2 separate regions of the Anas platyrhynchos genome follow, and region 1 is linked to region 2. A link is a contact called in public Hi-C data. All regions are on one chromosome and are shown on one strand. The core of a region is the stretch at or near the end of the contact, and the rest is flanking DNA. Distances in the headings are between cores, read along the strand shown. Region 1 overlaps LOC119718281 (a long non-coding RNA gene). Region 2 has its middle 110 kb from the start of DUSP7.

Region 1 (3,724 bases), core at 958-3,457, 95 kb after region 2:
CCAGCCCTGTATTTATGAGATTAGCCTCAAATTAGGACAGTTTCCTCATTCTTCCTTCACTCTTACTGCAGCCTGGTTCCTGGGAATTTGATCCTATCTTCCACAGAGGTTACTCCCTGATGATAGGAAACATCTAGTGTATGTAGGCAGGAAGCACCAACAGAGGATTACAACGAGGGCTCTCTCCTAATCCTCGTTACGACATCTCCACGGATCAGGAACCCCACTTGAGCAACAGGAACATCAGGGACCTGTCTCGCCCCTGCGCTCCCACACAGCGTCTCGCCCCACTGTGGCCTGGCTGAAAGCAGCACACGGGGGCTGCAAGGGCACAACTAGCTGCCCCGACCCTCCCAGCTCCTTCCCCAGCACCCAGCTCTCAGCCAGAAGCATGGTACTTACGTGACGGGAGAGGGCAGATCAAACAAATCAAGTGCTCTGGGAACCGGTGCCTTGCCCCAGCATTACTCAGAGGAGACGAGAGGCAGGTTTAGTGACGAGAGAGATGGCTTTCCATCACCTAAACTGTTCATTTCAGCAGCTGACGCTGATAAAGAACAAGATGCTCAGTGTGTCTGCTGAAGGAAAGCCCCTCTCCCTGCTTTGGGTATGCTATAGGACATTGCCCACCTGCTGCAGTATCCCTTTGAGAACAGATGTACAATATCCTCAGCAGTTTTTCTCCTCCAGCCAGGCACTTCATCTTTCTTCTCCGAACAGAAGAGGCAGAAGAAGAGGAGGAACAGCATTGCCAGCCCCCATAAAACCTCCTCACACACACACACAGTCACAGTGGGTTAGGTGTAGGTTATTACAGGGCAGTATCTCCATGGAAGAGCAGAGGAACCAGAGCCACTAAGCCTAGCTGGATCGAGCTACATCGTGCCTCATCTCCAACAGCAGCATCTAAGGAAGGATGTAAGAACAGGGTGAGAGCATAGCCATGTTCCATTACAAATGCTTTCCCGGGATCCAGCTATTTGCAGCTCCAGGACCTTCTCAACCAGAGACTGTGTAGTGGTATTTAACAGCCCTCAATGGATTTTTCTTGCATTAGTTGCTCCAGTTTCCCCCAAACCTGCATAAACTTTGTTCACCACAGATCTACTCAGTGCATTTGAACTGTTTGTGATCTTTTTTTTCCTGGGAGCTGATTTTTAGTTGTTTTGTTTTTCAAACAAAAACACAAACACAGCACCAAGCCTTGTTCCTCTAGCCCAGTTCATTGAACTTCTGCGATCTGTCACCCACGTGACACCGTCCTGTTTTGAGCCCCCTGCACTGAATTACGATGAATTACTGATTACAACGGCTCCCTCTCCCTCCTGGATTGCTTTGCTTTTCTCAGCATCTTATTGCACAACCCCACTACTCTCAATTACAAGGACTTTCTACAGCTATTCACCATAGCTTTTGTTTTTTGCTGCTCTGAATAGCGAGCAGCAGACTTCATCTGCCATTTACTCCTATTTATCATTAACAGACCCATTCAGCAGCTCCGACCTTTGACAGCCCCTTGTCACAGTTGACTAATGTCAATTCCCTATCGGGAAAGCTGGCCCTTCACCTTTCGATCTTCATTTCCCATCTTTCAGCTTATTATTTACCCATTAGAGACCGCCATGAGATATCTCAAAACCCCAAGAGCACAACAGGACCTCCAAGCTCCCCAGGGTCCCGCCACCCATGGAGAATTTTCCTACCTGCTCTCCCACTCAACTCCTCAGCTCGCTGGCCTCAACAACATCCCCCAAGAAGGGTCCCAGCCATGGGCACCTTGCCACAGAGGGAAGCAGAGCTGCACCCCAGGCACAGCGTCGTCATAGCATTTAAGTACAGCCTGATACAACATGAAGGCAGCAGCCAGGCACCACCAAGACTGAAGACTCTAGTCCTCAATACAACAAAGGTGAGCAGAGCGCAGCCTTTTTCCCCCAAAGACAATTTGCCATCCTGCCACCCACAACCCCCTCCGTCGTCCCTGTGGAGTTCAGCCTTCACTTCCCAGTCTCATCACACTTTTGTGAAGCGTCCTTCACACTCCTCCACCCCAGAGCTACCCAGATTTCAGCACCCAGAAAACAAGCCCCAGGAAAAGTACCTTCCTCTTCTTTCACAAGGAGCGGCCGATTGCTTCAGATAATGATATTAAAGTGAACAAGTGGGACACTGAGAAGCAAGATCAGTTCCCACAAAGACTGGGTAGTAATGAGAGTGGTTAAAGACAAGTAATGAGTGGGTGGTATTTGTCAGCTTCATAATGTAGATTATAATTTGTTTATTACTCTTGCTACTGCTTTCGCTGCTGTTGGAATGCAATTAATTAATAGCACCTATGAGTCCTGCAAGTATCTGTCATCCCTGACCTACAAATATCTCCATGCCTCTGCTGCACATGCAGTTGCATTGGACATTTAATGGCATTGCACGGCCAACAGAAAGCATCTCAGCTTTCAGGAAGAAAAGTGAAGACCTCCCAAAGCAAAACCAAAGGCACCTCCACAAAGGAGCAGGCTCAAAGCAGCTTTGGTTGTTCAAGACAACTAACCATCATCTAGCTTTGTCCATATTTCAGGAGAGCAACATCTGGGAATTATTCCAGACTGTCAGAGTTCAGAGCTTGATTTTTGACACTAAGGCAGGGAAAATGTTCCTGTGTGCACCTTCATCTCTTGGTGGCCCACCACCACTTTTGAGGTAAGGCAGCCACACCCCAGCCCATCACCAGGCCTCAGCGTTCCCAGTTTAAATCACTGAGACTTTTAATCAGGCTCAGGGTGGTGACTGACCTTGTTAGCCGAAGGCTGGCAGCAGCACCAAGAGCTTTCCTCACACACTATGTACGATCACGGAGTGCTCTCCACAAGACAGACAGGTCTCTGCTGAGAGGGTCCGTCCTCTCCTTCTGTCTGAGACAGGCCCAGCGAGTCTGGTCTAGGGGATGAGGCTGCAGGCACTGGACTGAAACTGCTGCTCTAGGAGAAGCATGCAGGGGCAAATAGATGGGGCTTTCCTGGCTGCTGTTGCTTCCCATCATATTGCCTGAGAACTGAAGCACTGATTCTGTATCAGGCAGTGCACACTGGCAGAGAGCAGCTTCAAACAGGACCAGATTTGTTTTATATATAAAAAAAAAAATGAGATTTGTAAATCTACATGGGCACACATGCACTTCTCTCCACTTCTACGGGATTTAAAACTAGACTGGGAATTTCTCTGGACCAGCCTCAGCAGCTGGCAACACAGGAAAGGAACTAACTGGTTGCTTTCTGCATTTTCAGGCAGTTTTTGTGCAGTTCAGCCCCTTACTTGGACCCTCATTAGCCCGGCATCCCTCAACACCATGTTGTGCTGCAGGACTCAGTAGTCAGAGGCAGACAGGGTCAGTGGAGAACTGCTGCTTTGCTAACTTTCAATAACAACCCTCTGGCCCCTCCCCAAAACACTTAAGTCCTTCCCTTTGCGAAGGAAAACATGCTGCAGGGACATAAATAAAAGCCAGTGGCAAATTTCAGCACTGAACTGTGCTATCAGTGCATGTTTGGGCACAAGCTAGCGACCACTGAAGTCAGCAGAAGTTTGGAAAGACAAAACACCTCCCACACAAAGGAGAGACAGAGGCAGCAGTCAGAGCTGCGAGGCAGATAAGCTGCCTGTCAGAACAGGCTTGGACTGTCCTAGCAGGAAGAAGAAGTCCAATGAGAGGGAAAGCTATTTGGGGAAT
Region 2 (3,556 bases), core at 478-2,977:
GCGTATGAATACACCACATCCAGTCCTCCCTTAGGGAAACATTTGCTATAATGCAGACAGGATTCCTAAACCAGGAAAATCCTAACAGGAGCAGTGCCTTCATCCAAGCAGGACCAACAGATCAAGGGACTTCAGTAATCACAACTGAAAAGCACAGTCCAAACTGCTGCTCCCACTGGCGTCCCCCTGTGTCCCCGATAAATCCTGTCTCTCTTCCAGACATAGGGGAGGCTGCTGTGAAAATGACACTCCAGGTCATGCAAGATCACTTTGCGCTGAAAAATGCTTACACTCAATTTCTCTCCAGCTCAGTTAGCCTTTGGGCCATCTTCCTAACTTTGACAGTAACATCTGTCACATAAAATCAGTTCTGGAAGCTTTTTTTTTTTTTTTTTTTTTTTTAATTTCTTTATATGAATGCTCTGCATTTGAAAAGGCAGAAGGCTGACGGGAGCAGGGAAAGAGGGAATGAGCACGTCCCAGCGGAGTAACAGAGGACAAGGTTAGAAAACGTGAAAAATGTGCAAATGCCCACATGCTGCTGCTGCTACAGCACCACTGCTGGAGCCACAGGGGGCTGAAGACGGTTCAACCAATTCACACCTCCCCGAACTTTTGCAGCTTCCAGTTCAGATATGAAAAAGATCTTCGGGGGCATTTCTTCCCAGTTTCATTCCCAGATGTAACAGATGGTTTATTCTGCGACAATTCTTCTCAGAGCCCCCGTCTTGCTGGCCCTAGCAGAGACAGGGATCTGGCTCACCATGTCCAACATCCTGCATTTTGCCCGCGTTTTCCCAGACACAAAAGCCAGTGCATCATCCTGTACAGCTTCTCAGAAGCAGTGACGGAACTGGAACAGCAGCCAGTGAGGGCAATGACACTCCAGTGGGAGGGGAACAATTCTGGTCCCATGCCCCAGCCCATCCCCAACAGGACAAGGACATCACCTCCAGCAGGAGCAAAGTGTCAGCCAGCGCTGGCTCCTCCCCTGGTCCTGGGTCGGAGCAGCTGAGATTTCATCACAAGGCCTGGGAATGGGGATCAAGTCATTAAACAAGAACCCCTGTTTCCATTCAAGTGGTTAGAAAGAAAAAGGAAAAACTCCACGTCACGAGATTCATGATTGCCAGAGGCTTTTGGTGCTGCAGGTCGCAATTAGCAGCCACCCAGCCATTAGCAGAGATACCAGCTCGCTGTGCTTTCTGTACGAGGTGTGCATACTGCACTGTCAAAGCTTTGACTCACAGCTATTTATGGGATGGCAGATACACCCTGTGGGGCAAATGTAAATGCCTCCCCTGGTCAAGCCTGTCTCAGATGCCATTCAGTGGGACTTCACAAGATTAGCCCTTCAGGCAGAGTTGGATTTTAGATATCCTTTAATACTGCACTGAAGCAGTCACCACCAATTCCTATCAGTGTCAGCAGACGCTAATGCCAGGCCTCTGTGTGCAGCCCTCACTTTCTCTTTAAAGATTTATCAGGTTCACACCACAGCGCTGCTATCAGCTAGCTCTTAAAAACAGCCTTGGAGTGCACAGGCGTGAGCCTGCTCACAGATACCCACATTAAGCCAAGAGCAGAACTTATCCCTTACTGCTAATAGGGGAAAGAGAACAAAAGTGAAAGTGCCATAAATAAATCAAAGGCCAATTGCTGCCCTTAGCTGTACACGAGATGGAAGGGATCATCTAGGACAGACAAGATAATTGAGTCTGAGGAAGCATGCCGAGGACAGGGCTGCGTGCTGCCTCTGCCTCTTGCCCCACAGACACTGCCAGCGAGGCAAAGTCTGCTGCTCCTCGTGCACCCACACGGGCTCTGGACCACACCATGGGCAAGTGCAGACGACAGCCACCAGCCCAGACACATCTGAGACCCACAGCTGGGGGAGCCAGGAGAGGCACCCGCCAGCAGGATAGCTGCAGCTGCACAGAGCTGGCACAGAGACAGCCATCCACGATCCCTCTCCTTCGGCAGGTTTCTGAACAAGAGGGGACAGCTCTGTGCCAGACGCTCTGCTGACACAGGTAGGCAGAGCTCCACAGATACCAGTGCCTCTGCCAGTGGCTGACAGCTGAGGACCAGCTCTGAATCGCCTTAACCACATCGGCGCCTGCTGCATTTCAAGTGGGAGCAAGATGGTTTGGGTTTTCTCAATGCACCGTTCAAGCCACAGCAAAGAGAAGCCAGGAGGGAAAGATGAATGCAATATTTACATAAAGCAATGAATGGGCTTACTAGAAAGGCTCTCCTAGTGCCAGTGTTTTTCCCTCAGTAAGGGTTCACTGCATTGCTGTATTCCCCTTTGGTTTGTCAGCCATCTTTCTCCTTTATTAGGAAGGAAAAATTCACGCCCTGCAGCTCATTCAGATGGCAAGACTTGAAATATTGCGTGCATGCTCCACACCAAAAAATCATACAGCCTCAAAACGTTTTCTTTTCGGAAAACATCTCCAAAATGCAGTACTAGGAGGATCAATTCAGGCCATGCTGCCACAACCCAGCCTTAACTTTATTCCCCCTGGCACAGCAGTAGTTCTCCGTGTTTTCCTCCTTGAAGAATTACATCTCATTGAAAGCTGGCCTTGCTTTTAGCTACTCCAAAACCTGAGCCAACGCGGTGGCAGGCGTGGCTCTAATACACCTTGACACTTTCACTAGTTAAGGGTTATAAGAGGCTGTAACACTCTCAGGGCAATTCTTCTCCTAGTCCTGGCAACAAAAAAATGAAGCAAGCTCTCCCAGCTGCAACAAGGGAGTGGGAGCAGGGACAGCACTGAGACTGCAAGGGAAAGCTCCCACGAGTTTCTTATCATAGGGCTATTTCCTTCCTCTTTGCATCAGTTTTTCCTGCCAGGACTGAATGGTGTTGCTATGTCCTAATGAAGAATTGGACCTATTACAGCACATGGGAAATTCATTTTCATAGAAATTCAGGTTTGCTACAGGTGAAAGGAGTTGTGCAAAAGGAGCCTGTTAAAATGTAACCAGTCATCGGATGTACCAGTTAATCATCCACATGGAAGCTTGTCCCCTCTAATAATCATTTTCCATGGTTGCAGAATTAAAACTTAACTGGTCGTTGGCTTCAGAAATGACCTTGTCTGACAGGGAAGAGAGAAGGGGAAACAACAGTAACATGACCTTCCAATGTAAATTCTGGGTGAGGACAGGAAGGGAGAAAACCACTGCTGGTACATTCCAGCTGCCTCGCGATTGACTTCAACTGGCCGGCAACCTCCTGCCTTCAGGGGCAGCAGGCTCGTGCCAACTTGAAAGTGTGAACTGAGCACTGTATTTTCATGAAGACAGACACCAACATGGTTTATCAGACACATAGGAACACTCCAGGGAAGGCCCAGAAACATCCTTGCATTTGGACCTGACTGTGCCAGCAGGGATGGATGCCCTTCTGCACAGGCACCCCAAGCACAGGGCTGGGATGTTGCAAGGACAAGAGATGGAAACATCATAAAAGTATTTAAAAATCCAAAGCACAGATGAGAGAGAGTGTCCAAACAGATACTAAGTGTGACAACCCCCCCCTCAT

Evidence for each region. Hi-C and Micro-C count contacts between places; a contact is called where the count stands out from the background.
Region 1: a Hi-C map of liver shows a contact between it and region 2, with 4 times the contacts expected there. The contact joins two enhancer-like sites. A contact is called at or near these places in 2 of 8 Hi-C or Micro-C datasets (liver and skeletal muscle).

What each region holds. Positions count from the first base shown.
Region 1 is chr13:15,124,299-15,128,022 of IASCAAS_PekinDuck_T2T, forward strand. LOC119718281 (a long non-coding RNA gene) reads right to left here. Exons shown (of 3, transcript XR_011812597.1): 1 at 403-3,724. Among named protein-coding and RNA genes, the nearest start is that of DUSP7, 16 kb to the right of the region's middle. Within about 2 kb of position 2,208, at least 1 of the 8 cell types and tissues checked has an H3K27ac peak or open chromatin away from gene starts, as enhancers often do.
Region 2 is chr13:15,029,869-15,033,424 of IASCAAS_PekinDuck_T2T, forward strand. No RefSeq gene overlaps it. Among named protein-coding and RNA genes, the nearest start is that of DUSP7, 110 kb to the right of the region's middle. Within about 2 kb of position 1,728, at least 6 of the 8 cell types and tissues checked have an H3K27ac peak or open chromatin away from gene starts, as enhancers often do.